Linked DNA regions of Mus musculus: region 1 is linked to region 2. A link is a contact called in public promoter capture Hi-C data. All regions are on one chromosome and are shown on one strand. The core of a region is the stretch at or near the end of the contact, and the rest is flanking DNA. Distances in the headings are between cores, read along the strand shown.

Region 1 (6,690 bases), core at 506-3,005, 520 kb before region 2:
GAGACCAAGCCGGCCTTGAATTCAGAGATTCTCGTGCCCCTGCCTTCCAAGTGCCATGTGCCACTACTGCCCATCTAGGCTCCCATTTTTATTTATTTATTTATTTATTTAAACATTTATTTTATGAGTACACTGTAGCTGTCTTCAGACACACCAGAAGAGGGCATCAGATCTCATGACAGATGGTTGTGAACCACCATGGGGTTGCTGGGAATTGAACTCAGGACCTCTGGAAGAGCAGTCAGTGCTCTTAACCACTGAGCCATCTCTCCAGCCCCCTTGACTCCTTTTTTTTTTTTTTTTTTTTTTTTGGTTTTTCAAGAGAGGGTTTCTCTGTATAGTCCTGGCTGTCTTGGAACTCACTCTGTAACTCTGTAGACCAGGCTGGCCTCGAACTCAGAAATCTGCCTGCCTCTGCCTCCCAAGTGCTGGGTTCAAAGGCGTGCGCCATCACCACACAACCTAGACTCCTATTTTTTAAAAAGTGATTTAACACCAAACCTCAAGGAGGAATGCAAAATATTTACATTTATATCTCAATGGTGGTGAAAACTCGGTGTTATAAATGGCTGCAGGCAATGTGTGCTCAGGAGAATTTCCTAGTATTGAATGACCTTCACAGACAACCCATTAAAGTAGCAAGCAGGGATATGAGAACAAAGGGAGAAAAGCCCATACATAGGAGGAGAAACATTCTCCAAGGAAATATAAAACTCTAAGGTCTCTTTTATCAGGTTCTGCTTACATTCTACTGTGCTAAGCTCTGATCTGTCCATCTTGTTGACCCTCTCTAACGTCTGAGGGAGAAAACCCACACTGCATCTCTATAAGGGAAACAGTGTGTCACTACATGAACTGTGAATTAATATGTCACATAACCATCAAACTCAGCTTATAAAAACTACATTGTGCTCCCTTCCTAATGAATGAAGATTCTGAGTCTGTTTCATATTCTGTGTGTTGCTGGGGATCAAACCAGGTCCTGGCATGTTCTAGCTACAGCCCCAGCCCTATTACATATTTTTTCATAGACAGTAATTTTCCTGGATTATGCCTTTGATGGGAAACAGTTGTCTCTTTCAACCTGCTGCTGCCTGTTTCTCGGAGACTTTTTTTTTCCTTCAGGGACAATCATAACATTGGTATTTTCTGTCCTTGGAACCTCTGTAGGCTTATTATTATTATTTTAATTCATTTATTTTAAGATGGGTCTCTCCATATAGCCCTGACTGTCCTGCAACTCTCACTGTTCAACAGGCTGTCCTTTTGTAGCCTTTTTCTACCAAGGCAGCAGACCTTGAAAGATTAGAGTTGAGAATGAAATCACCTCTCTCGCCCTTCTTCCACTACTGGGAATGAGCAGGTGGGAAACTGAATGCTTCTTATAAACAGGAGTTGTGAGAATTTCACATATAATTATAATAAGGCACTTCGTTTTTTAGTGTCTAGCTAAGATCATCTATCTACGATAAAGTACACCTGCACTTTTGGCAGCTTGTAACGTTCTTACTGGACTGACGAGTCAGCCCCAATTCTATTACAACTGTATCGCTGATTCTGCGGCGCTGAAGTCCTACCCAAAGAACAGACAGTGCAGCGATCGGAATCAGTGTCATTTTTCTTTTTGGAAATATTCAAGTCTTCCCCGCCCTCAGCCCGGCCAGGTGCTACCTTGGCTTGGAGAAACTTTTACGCTCCTGTAGGTTGGCCATGACTTTGGAGCAGATGCAGGATTGAGCCGTTGCGGTAGTGTACAGTCCGTTGCCATAGGGACCAGACCCCAGCAGCCTCTGCGTTGAGGGCGGGCTCACAGTTGAGCCACGCCTCCAGCCCCCGCCCCCGTGAGCACTCTGGAGAAAGGCCAAGCAGTAAAAGTAGACCTGGAGCTGGGGATGGGGTATTCTGAGAACCAGTCAATACAGCAAATTTGATATTAGCTACAGAACTGAGGCAGAAGAATAAAGTGAGACCGTGGACGAGGAAGGCGAGCTTCGAGGTCTGGCCACTTGGCCAGTCGGGAATGGTAGTTCTCAGTGGTTCGGAGTCTTCGTTGTACTGGCTTGTGAGTGAGCAGTGATGTACTACATCTTCCGAAGTTCTCCAGGAACCCTCGTTGGCCGGCTTCTACAGCGCTATGCATTGTGGGATATGTAGTCTAAATCTGGCGAAGTATAGTAGTGTCCAGAGAAAGGTTGCCGGGACTCGGACTCAGTTTCCCTACGACCCTGGGATGCTCACGGCCCATTGGCTGAGCAAGGCAAATCTGGTTGCACTCCTCCCCGCCCCCAGTGACACAATAGCAGCTCCCTCCAAGATGGCGGCGGCGACGGCAGACCCGGGAGCTGGGAACCCGCAGGCTGGGGACTCCTCCGGTGGGGACTCCGGGGGCGGGCTACCGTCACCTGGAGAGCAGGAACTGAGTCGGCGCCTGCAGCGCTTGTACCCTGCGGTTAATCAGCACGAGACGCCGCTGCCGCGCTCCTGGAGCCCCAAGGACAAGTACAACTACATCGGCCTCTCCCAGGGAAACCTCCGTGTCCATTACAAAGGTATCAGCGGGTCTGGCCGCTGGGAGACAAGTTTACTGCGTCTGCAGGGAGGCTGTGCCCATTTTCCCTTTCTTTGCCCGGGTTTTCTGAGAGTTGGGCCTTAGCCCAGCGGAACGTCCAGAGTAGAGGGGTTGGTCAGGCCGGGGTTTACCCTGCTTCCTTTGCTCTGTTCCTAAATATTAGACTCAGAGACAACTGCATTAAATGTCCAAAACTAGACAGGACCTTCCACTTCAGGGCCACCCTTCTTTCCTGAGCTGGCTCCAATTTATGCTAGGCCCTTTACCACGGCTTAGTTTCAGTCTTTTTTTTGCAAAAAGAGGTGGTAACATTGCCACAGTAAGTGCATGGGCTGCCTGGCTGCCAGTCATCCCGGGACTGGGCTAGGCGCTGTGTGCTAAAGTTGTTGTTGGTGACTTCCATTTTTGCCACTTCCTTCCCCTGGGCTCCAGGCTGGGCTGTTTGGATTCTGGAGAGACGGACAACAGTATTCAGTGTCTCTCACACACTTCTGTTGCCTGTATCTACCTTGTTTTGTTTGTTGTGGAGGACAATATCTCTGTCAGGACTGTTGGTCTGGGGTGGAGATGATCTAAAGGCGGGAGGCTTAAGTGTTTACTCAGTTGTCTTATTATTCCTCAGAGAGTACAAGAACTTCTTCTGGCCAGGGAGGGTTGAATTTACCATGGCGTAGAGAAAAAGGAGGCCTTCATTTGCGTTTTTCTGGTGTTGACATTCCTTCCTTGGCTTCTTACATCAGGTCATGGCAAAAATCACAAAGATGCAGCCTCTGTACGTGCCACCCACCCCATCCCAGCAGCCTGTGGTATTTACTATTTTGAAGTAAAGATTGTCAGCAAAGGAAGAGATGGGTAAGCCTACTTAACTATCCCTTTCCCTCCTCAACATAGGACTGATGTTCCCCGTTGTCAGTGTTTGAAGCTCCTGAACTAGTATCAGGGACTGATATTAGCCTGCTGACCTACTTGGATCCGGGCTACCACTCCTCTGACTAGAGACACGATCTGGTCTGAACAGTGAGTGGGCTTTGAGAGCAGTGGGCACATTATAGGTGGAGCGGAGGGCACTTTTTTTTGTATTGTAATTAGATAGTCATAGATCGGGGTTGTAAGTAACAAGGTTACATTAACAATTCAAAGGGCAAGTGGGGTTTCCCCTGCTAGCATGTGGTGTTTGTGACTTCCCTTGTTTTCGAGGTTGAGGTTCCTTTTTATGGCACTGAGACAAGGAGAGGCATCAGGAAGCTTCAAAGGGACAGCAGAGTCTGCGCAGCTCTCTTCAAAGCTGTGGCAGCCACTGTCATCTGGATAAACAGTGTTCACACAGTCAAAGTCAGGTGACCTTGCTGCTCATAAACTTGTTTTTCAGTCCAAGGACTTGAACACCAGTTGGACCAGCTTTAGGAAGGTCTTATTAAAGTCAGCATTAGGGAGACTCCCTATTTTAGGGTGACCTAAGCAGACACAAGGTATCAGAGGGGACATTTGTCCTTCTCTTCCTTATTCCTCCAGTCTCCTTAATCCATCTAGTAATTGTCACAAAGCAGATGTCCCAAGCTACTCCAGAATGTGACTGTAACTATTTTGGGACAAGCTTTCTTTTTTTCCCTTCTTTTTTTTTTCCTCTCTTTCTCTTTCTCTCTCTCTCTCTCTCTCTCTCTCCCTTCCTTCCTTCCTTCCTTCCTTCCTCTCTCTCTCTCTCTCTCTCTCTCTCTCTCTCTTTCTTTCTTTCTTTCTTTCTTTCTTTCGTGGGGTTTCTCTGTGTAGCCCTGACTGTTCCGGAGCTTGCTCCATAGACCAGGCTGGTCTTGAACTCAGAGAGATCTACCTGCCTCTACTTCTGCCTCCTGAATGCTGGGATTAAAGGTGTGTGCGATCAGCACTACCATCACCCAGCTAAGGGATAGGTTTTCTTAGGTCTATTATGGGAGGATTGCAAATCCTACCAGTGGCATTCATGTGGACCTGAGTGTGTGTTTTTAAGCTTTTAGATAACTTTTGTCTCCTAACAACTGTCTCACTTATGTTGTGTGCAAAATGCCAGGTTTAGACGCTGAGCCTGAACTGAGCATGGTGTTGCAAGGCTGTAATCCCAGCACAAGTAGGGTGGGGTGGGGAGAAAGCAGGCAGATCTCTGTAGAGGCCAGCCTGGTCTACAAAGTGAGTTCCAGGACAGCCAGGATTATTTCATTAGACCCTGTCTCAAAACAAAATAAAAAAACAAAAAGGCTGAGTCTGGGCAGAACTGTTGGGATCGGAGCCTTGAATGTTTTCTTAGTGACTTTGTGACATCCTGGCCTTGGAGGGGCCTCGGACTTGAGTACATCTTGGGGCTTGAGTCTCATCACAGTCATTCTGGGATCTAAACTGCCTTTAGCCTTAACATTCAGTGACTTTAGAATTTTAATCAAGGGAATCTGTCGCATCTTTAACTTTCATTCCCATCTGCTTCATTTGCAGATAGAAAACTTACATTTGCTGGAAGACTTAAGATTAATATTTCTCTCTACCATCAGATAAAACATATTTAAATGTTTAAGTCAGTATCAATGAGAATGACCTCTTAAAACAAACACCTTAGGCTGGGCGTGGTGGCGCACGCCTTTAATCCCAGCACTCGGGAGGCAGAGGCAGGCGGATTTCTGAGTTTGAGTCCAGCCTGGTCTACAAAGTGAGTTCCAGGACAGCCAGGACAATACAGAGAAACCCTGTCTCGAAAAACCAAAAAAAAAAAAAAACCCACCTTGCCGGGCGTGGTGGCGCATGCCTTTAATCCCAGCAGAAGCAGGCTGATTTCTGAGTTTGAGGCCAGCCTAGTCTACAAAGTGAGCTCCAGGACAGCCAGGGCTATACAGAGAAACCCTGTCTTAAAAAACCAAAAACCAAAAAACAAAAAAACCCAAAAAAACTCCAAACACCTCAAAAATAGTTACAGTGTTGACTAAGATGTGGTGTTGGACTCAGATATTGCCAGGGAGACTGATGGGTGTACTTCTTAAGCTTGTAGGGAGGAAAATGGATCTTTTCTTTGTGGCCTTTTTTCACAGATAAGGGCTGAGCCAGTGAGAGACAAGAGCAGGTTTTCAGAAGGGGAATATTTAAACGTAGAGATCTGGATTCCTTCAGCTGCCCTTTTAGATGTCAGTGGCTCTTACTGAAGAAAGCTGTGTTAGAGTGTGTAAGCTGTGTTAGAGCGTGTAAGCTGTGTTAGAGCGTGTAAGCTGTGTTAGAGCGTGTAAGCTGTGTTAGACTCTAAGCTATGTTAGAGTGTGTAAGCTGTGTTAGACTGTAAGCCTTGTTAGAGCCTGTAAGCTGTGTTAGAGTGTAAGCTGTGTTAGAGTGTGTAAGCTGTGTTAGAGTGTAAGCTGTGTTAGAGCGTGTAAGAGTGTTGTGTTGCTTACACTGTGATGCACACCTTTAATCTCCAACAATGGAGGCTGAGGGAGACAGGCTGACCTCCATGGCAAATCCCAGACCAGCCAGGGCTACATAATGAGATCCTGTCTCAACAAAATGAAGAGTGTTTTTCCCAGCCTTTGCTTTCCTTTTTAAATAACAAAGTTCCATGTATTCCAGGCTGGCTTCTAATTTGTTATGACGAACGATGACCTAGAACTCATGATCCTCCAGCCTTTACTTCCCCAGTGCTAGGATAACAGACATATGCTACTCTACCTGATGTAGACGGTGCTGGGAATCATACCCTGAGCTGCTTAGACAGGAGGCAGGTACTCTACCAACCAGCCACATTCCCGGGACCTATTCTTGGTGTTTTTACATATGTTGAATACACTTGTTGAGTTGATCTGGAAGGCTTAAATTTATAAAATCATGTGTGATATGTGTGTGTGTGTGTGTGTGTCTGTGTCTGTAGTGGCTTGCTTCAGTTGACAGACAACTAAAGCAGTAAGATAGGGGTGGGTATATAACTCCCCAAGGCTACTTTCTGGAATCCCTGAAAGGCTTTTTGTGGTTGAGATAAAACTAGTTATTGGTATGAGCCACATAGTATAGGTCAGGTTTTTCTTTTTCTTTTTCTTTTCTTTTTTTTTTTGTTTGTTTTTTGTTTTTTTTTTTCAGGACAGGGTTTCTTTGTGTAGCCCTGGCTGTGTACAGAACTC
Region 2 (6,922 bases), core at 2,608-5,107:
CAGGCGGGAGGGGGATAGGGGGGCGGGGCCTCTGACCCTACTGCAGTCACCTTGTTCTGCTTCCCAGAGCCCTTCTCCCGGACATGGGGGCAGTCCTTGCCCATTAGGAGTGCCCTGATGTCTGCCACAGGGACTGTAGAAAAGAGACCTGCTGATTACCACGGCCCAAGGCTGACCCGAGGTATGTGGCCTATAGGGAGAGGGAGCAGGTGTAGGAGCCCCAACCCTGCCCTCCTTACGCTGTTCAGGTAGGCTTTCTAGGGTAGGGGGCTTGGCACCCTCCTCCACATCCCCATACTGCAGTACTTTGTGGTTGGGGGATAAACAGCAAAACCATAGCTTGTCTGCAGAAAAGAGAGGAGTGATGAGAGGGCTCTGGCTCCAGATAACCCCCCACCCCACACCATCAGCCCATTCAGAGACCCTGTCGTCTCCGGCTGCTGATCTTGCGGAAGAGCATTCCTTCACAGAGTCGGAGCAAACGCTGCTGGCGGATTAAGCCCATGAGCTCTGGCTTCAGTTTCTCTCGCAATTCCCTGGACGATTGAGAGTCGTTAACCAGGGCTCCCCACAGCACACTGGAGAAGGTGGGGACTGAGACTTGGGGTCCCTACCAACTTACAGTATAGGAGGGGCCAGCGTGCCCTCCTGGTGCAGCCGCTCTGTCTGCCGCAGCCTCAACACTTCCCCATAGGTGAGGGCATTCACTTTGGTTCGAAAGAGCTCCAGGGAGGTGGGCTTCAGAGCCAGGGTACGGGCCAGCTGCTCCCGAACCACTTGCATCACCTAGGACCACCCAAGCTCAGTAGAGAACCTGCGTTCAGGACCCCTTCCCAGAAGACCCCTGGCCTTGCTGTTCCCATCCCCCCCACCTTGTCAAAATCTTCCTGTGTTGCCCGCATCTCCTTCCAGGTCTTATTCAGTAGCTGGATAGCCACACAGAAGAGCTCATGGAAACTGTGGTCTTGGCTGAAGAACATGGGCGAGAAGTCCTGGGCTGTCTCGGAGCCTGGGGCAGGGGGGCAGGAGGGGCTCAGGGAGAAAGTATCTACAGCCCCTGGCCCTCTCTGCCCTTCCGTCCCCTGTCCCCAAGTACACTGGACCCAGCCCGACTCACAAGGCTCCCCAACACGGAGCAGCTCACACAGCAACGCTGTCAGCTGGATGCTGCTCCGGGCAAAGGGGCATTCATGCTTGTCCTCTCGGCTACTGTTCTCCAACACAAACTATGGCAGTGGGAACAGAGAATGGTAACAGGATCTCCATGCAGACCCTGATGAAGCTGAGCTGCTGCCATCCTCCTGCCCCAGCCTGTTACTGACCCGACTGTATGCACTTGGTGCATGTCTGGAGAAGTAGAGCATATTGTCCAGGGCCAGCAGGCCGGGGGGCACACGCTCCAGGTCCTGGGCTGGGTTGCTGTTCTACAGACGAGAGGGCAGGCAGCTCAGGAAGGGGCCCGAGCCCTAGAATAACTGTAGCCTGGATGGAGGCTTGGGTGGAAACTAAGGTAGGGTAACTCACAGAGAAGCCTAACTTGCGGAACTCTCGGACACAGAGAGACCGGCGGCGGTCTGCACTGAGCCCTGTGCCCAAGGACTCCCCCTCTGGTTCAAAGGCTGCCTGGCGCAGAGCCTGCAGCTGGTCCCGCTGTTCCTGGAGGTCATGGTAAGGGGCATGTCAAGATCATAGATCCAAAGCAAAATTCTAGGTAGCCCTGCAGCCTTTGTCCCCTCGCACCTGGCTGTAGGGATCAAGTGGTGTCCGCATCCGTGGCTCCAGCAGCCCTAGGGTAAGAGCCTGCAGCACATACAAGTGATGAGCCATCTCGTCACCCATGGGTGTTGCACTGTGGATGATGTTCTGGAAGACAACAAGGCTTGGGTGAGACTCCCAGGGGAAGGAAGACTGGGGAGAGGGTCTCCTTGGCCTGGTCCATCCTACCTTGTAGATGAACTGGCGAAGATTCTTCTTCCATAGGTGGTCAAGCATTTCCTACAGTGGGTGAGAAGGGTTCAGATGATTTTTTGCTCTAAGTTGGAGCACAGCACACACTAGCTGCTGATCTTCATTTAGTCACCGTGGACTCGCCTTGCGTTCAGTGGGGCTGGCTCCCTGCAGCAGGGCCGTCAACAGAGCCATGGCCTTGGTTTGCAGCTGGTGGTTCATTCTACGGCAAGAGGAAGAACAGGCCCAGATCTCCACCTGGAGCCCAGCACTGCTTCCCCCCCCCCCCCCCCCGTTCACACAGTACCCTAGAGGCTTACACTTGCAGGTGCACCAGCAGCCTATCCAGTGGCACCTCACTCTTCACCAGCTGGCCCAGGGCAGGACTGCTCAAGGTCACACTCTCCAGCAGTCTCAGAGCCAGGGGCTGGACAGAGGCATCCATCAGGTTCATGTTCACATAAGATATCACCTATAAGGGATGGATAGAGGCTGTCATTGTCATTCATGAGGGCTAAATGCTGGTACTGCCCCATTGCCCCTGGACAAGGACACACCTTCCTGACAAAGGAGATGCTGAGTGTCTCCCAGGACACTACACCGTGTTCCATGAGCTCCAAGAAAGCCCTTAGACCAAGGGCCAGCATCTCCCCTAGGCTACAGAGAACATCTGGGGATGAGTAGGATCAGAGCAAGATTTCCAAGCCCTACCACGTCCTCCAGTCCACCTGGGCCCTGTGCTCACTCATCCCCATTTTCAATGATGGTGCTTAGTTTCTGAAGCCCATCACGACTGATGACCTCCTGGGCAAAGGTCATGTCTGAGGCCAGCAGGACCAGGTTTCTCAGGACTTCACAGCACCCTTCACGACTTGTATTCTGCAGTCTACCCAGTAGCTGCTGGGCCTTCAGATCCTGCCAGGAGCAGTAGAGGAAAGATGGATGTGGTTAGAGAATGTTACCCCTACAACTGGAGCTGTGATGGTCTGGGTGCCCACTAGGTAGGGCACTAAGGAGCTGGGGCCTCCGAACCAGCTGCAGAGGGGGAGGAAGGGAGAGGAGAGGGCTGAAGGGAACATTACTGGGGCAGTGCTGAGACACAGGATGCTTCCATTCTTGATCTCCAAGCGGTTCTGGAGGGAACAGCAGAAAGGAGCACAGTTAAGGAGGGCTCTGTGAAATAGTCACCCGGCTCATCCACTGGTGGGGTTGGGGTTGTCAGTACAAGAGCTCACATTCAGAGCAGGGAGAATGAAACCATGGAATCGAAACCAGGTGGGTTAAAGGGATCCTGAGGAATGTGGGGCTAGGAGGGGGGCTCACATTCTCTGTGATGTATTTCCTGTGCCCATCAGCAAACTGCAGGGCATAGTGCTCCGGATGAGTCAGGCTCCACCTGTGTTGGGGGGGGGGGGGCGGGCAGGAAGCTGCCAGGGACGTCCAGGAGCGCCTCTCCCACCTGCCCCTCCCCCACTTTGCCCAGGCTTGCGGCACAGCACTTACGCGTCACACACCTCCTTCAGTACAGTGGCCAGGGGCTTTGCCTGTAAGTGGAGTTGTCACTCAAGTTGCGACGGTAAAGAGTTGGGGTGAGGGACTTCTGGGAGGGGTGGGCTGGGCTGGCCAGAGGGAAAAGGAACAACCCAGAAGCGAGAGGCGGAGTTTGGACAGTCCCATTGACCTGGTCTAGCTGGATAAGCTGTGGGATGGCGTCAGACATCTGAACAGCAATCTTCACCACATTCCGCGGGGGCGCCATAGTCCAGCCGCGGTGGCCGCTGGCACTTGGCACTAATGTGCCACCTCCCGCCGAGAGTGCACCCGGTCTAGGGTCTAGGACTTGTAGCCTGCACTCACAGCCCAGGTTCCCACTCCTGATCGGGCTCCGAGGCCTTCCCAAAGGAGCCTGTTAGTTCCGGGTTAATCTCAGGGGTAGGAGGGTAAGACCCCGCCTGCCCTGCCCTGCTCCGCCCCGTAGAGGCCTGCCTGGCCCCGCCCCACACCAAGGTGCAGCAGGTAGAGGCTGTGGCAGCAGGCTTCCTACACAGCAGCCACACCTCCCATTCCAGTAAGGTGACCCACCCAGTCTCAGCAACAATCCAGCGTCCCAGGTAGGGGCCCCAAAGAACCAGATCAGAGATAGCCTTAGGCATGTCTTTATTCACTTGAATGCTGTACAAATATTACATTTCCTTTTGTTGAAAAAAGTATAAAAATAATCTTTATATAGGAATTCATTCGTTACTGTAAATCTTTCTAAATCTCTGCAATGGCTCTAAATGAGGGTAAGTGAATAAGTGGAAGTGAAGGGAGATGGGGGTGGGTGGGCAGGAGCTGGAGCCATTCTTAGGTACCAACCCTCCCAGACTCCTAGCTAGACACAGCAATTCCTTATTAACCCCCTCCACCATGACTGCCCAGAGATCCCAGGACTCTCAGGGAGCATCCGAGATGTCCAGAGGCTGCAGGGTGAGCAGGTGGGAAAGGAAAGGTGATGGTAGGCAACCACCCAGCACCACCCTCTCTCTGAACCTCCTTCATAGTGACTGGTAGGAACAAGGCAGAGGTGCCACTGAGGGGCAGCTGAGCCTGGCTGGGGAAGGCTCCATGTAGAGAGGGCTAAGCTCTCTGCCCAGCTATGCTAGCACAGTCACAAGTGCCAGTGCAAGACAGGAGAGCACAGCCCGAACTGAGCGACCAGAAAAGGCTGAGTAAGCCAAGAGTTGGGCTCTTGGGGTTAGGGTGGGGGTGGGGGGCAGTCCCTAGTTGGCTCCAGGCCCAGACAGTCTGGGTTGCAGCTGCACAGGACATGTCCCTGTCAGTCAGAGTTTGAGAACAGGAACATCAAAGAGATCACAGACACCTTCACTCTCGTCCAGGTTGTAGATGTAATCGTGGTCTCCGGGAGGTGGAGAAAGTCGGAGGAGGGGGGCAAACACTGCAGAAAGCATTAGGCTGAGGTCTTAGGCCAAGACCCCCAGCAGTCACCCACCCCCTTGCTCACAGCTACCCTTATCTTCCTGGGCTACCCACCTTCTGAAGACATCAGTTCTTCCAGCAGCTCGGAGCTCATGCACTCTGGGAATGAACACAATTCATTCAGATTCTGGCTCTTGCGCCTCCACCCACCAAAGCCCAGGAATGAGACCCCCACACAGGCCCATTAGGAACCTCACCCTTTTTCTGGGATACCCAGCAGATACCCTTAGAAGGGAACCCAGAACTCAAACTATGCTCCTTATGCCCTGCATCCAATCAAAAGGAGGAACACCGCCTACCTCTCGTGGGGTCGAAGATTTCTGACAGCTCTTTGGGGAGATCCAGAACTGAAAGAGAAGAAAGCCAAGCTCACAGGAAGCTCAGCTGAGTTCTACTATAGTTCAGCTTGCTTCACGTCGTACACCACTAGGCTCCAGGGCTCTACACATTCCTCAGGTTTTTATCCGCTGACCTACATTCTTCGATGCTGAGCCAAGGCTACCAAAGGTCTAGTGCAGGTGACACATCCAGCTATTCTCAGAGGCACTGTAGAACCCCCTTTCTGAGCCAGCAGTGCACATCTTGTCTTACACAAGATGGATGCCCTGTCTCACAACCACGTCTAATTCCAGCTCCAGGGGAATCCAACACTGCCCGTACACAACACAGCATTTACACATTTACACACACACACACACACACACACACACACACACACACACACACACGAAATGTTTTAAAGTTTCGGGGGGGGGGGGTAGACGACAATGAAATAAGGCATCAGGCACAAATGCTTGTCTGGAACACTGACATCCTAATGCCAATCCCTGGAACATCTTGGGGGCAGGAATGCACATGCATCACTCTCCATCCCCAGCGCTTCCTGTCGTTGCTGGCGACATGTCCTCATTCATGCTTAGCAAGCACTTTACCACTGAGCTGTATTTAAACACTGAGAAATACCAATCAGGACTGCATTGCTGAGTCATTCCATTTCTGAGAATAAAGAAAAGGATGGCTGGGCGGTGGTGGTGCACGCCTTTAATCCCAGCACTTGGGAGGCAGAGGCAGGCGGATTTCTGAGTTTGAGGCCAGCATGGTCTACAAAGTGAGTTCCAGGACAGCCAGAGCTACACAGAGAAACCCTGTCTTGAAAAAAAATCCACAAAAAAAAAAAAAGAAAGAAAGAAAGAAAGAAAAGGATGGTTTAATGGGTTAACAGGCAATAGACCATGCACGATATAATACCAACCTACCTGGCAATGTGGCAATGTGCCTCCTGGTACAGTAGTGGCGTAACTTATGAGGGCAACCAACCCCTTTCCTTGTCTTTAAGGCCAGCTCCACAGGAAGTAATTCCTACCAGACTGATACTGTAAACCTTGTCAAACACCATGGCTAGAGAGATTGTTGACCCTAGGGGGAACTTACTGCTGTTGCTTTGTTAAATGCACACATTACCAAACTGCCTCCTCAATTTTTATGCTTCTTTGTTGCTTAGAGAAAATGGCAGGAGTCAATGCAGAAACTCATAACTGATAAACTGCTGAGATTATGTTGGGCGCTCTGCCTAAAGTTCAGGGAATATTGCTAAAGAGAGTAAGAAAGATTGTACAAGCCACAGGATGGGGAAGAGCATTGTGAAAGACCATCTTCTGGATTTAACATGGTCACTGTACTCATGAACTCACAAGCCTCTATGGTTACCTACACAAGATCAAGCCATCCGACTAGCTGGGAAAGAGGGAGTCATTGTCTTTGGATCTGTGCATACATGTAGTGCTCACTAGAATGAGAACATGAGAATGGAAGAGGAAGGAAGTACTAGGAGGGCAAAGGGGGTCATTTTGTAAATGGTCAAAATATAGAGAGCTGGCTGTGGCACACATCTTTTAATCCCACAATCCCCGAGGCAGAGGCCAGCCTGGTCTACACAGCAAGTTCCAGGACAACCACAGCTACACAGAGACCCTGTCTCAGACAAAAAAAAAAAAAA

Evidence for each region. Capture Hi-C pulls out chosen DNA fragments and counts their contacts.
Region 1: a promoter capture Hi-C map of adipose tissue shows a contact between it and region 2. The contact joins the promoter of Tsnaxip1 here to the promoter of Elmo3 in region 2. A contact is called at or near these places in 1 of 39 promoter capture datasets (hippocampal neurons) and 1 of 9 other capture datasets (adipose tissue).

What each region holds. Positions count from the first base shown.
Region 1 is chr8:105,822,809-105,829,498 of GRCm38.p6, reverse strand. Tsnaxip1 (translin-associated factor X (Tsnax) interacting protein 1) reads right to left here and starts at 1,755. Exons shown (of 16, transcript NM_024445.4): 1 at 1,672-1,755. The coding sequence starts at 1,712. Ranbp10 (RAN binding protein 10) reads left to right here and starts at 2,291. Exons shown (of 14, transcript NM_145824.5): 1 at 2,291-2,549; 2 at 3,310-3,421. The coding sequence starts at 2,315.
Region 2 is chr8:105,302,536-105,309,457 of GRCm38.p6, reverse strand. It overlaps Elmo3 (engulfment and cell motility 3), which reads right to left and starts at 3,857. Exons shown (of 20, transcript NM_172760.3): 1 at 3,629-3,857; 2 at 3,451-3,491; 3 at 3,271-3,343; 4 at 3,030-3,080; 5 at 2,693-2,862; 6 at 2,505-2,604; 7 at 2,268-2,419; 8 at 2,092-2,170; 9 at 1,945-1,995; 10 at 1,741-1,863; 11 at 1,525-1,656; 12 at 1,323-1,424; 13 at 1,118-1,226; 14 at 873-1,009; 4 more. The coding sequence starts at 3,706. E2f4 (E2F transcription factor 4) reads right to left here. Exons shown (of 10, transcript NM_148952.1): 8 at 5,226-5,273; 9 at 4,981-5,025; 10 at 4,088-4,885. The coding sequence ends at 4,770. It overlaps Mir328 (microRNA 328), which reads left to right and starts at 998; the gene lies at 998-1,094.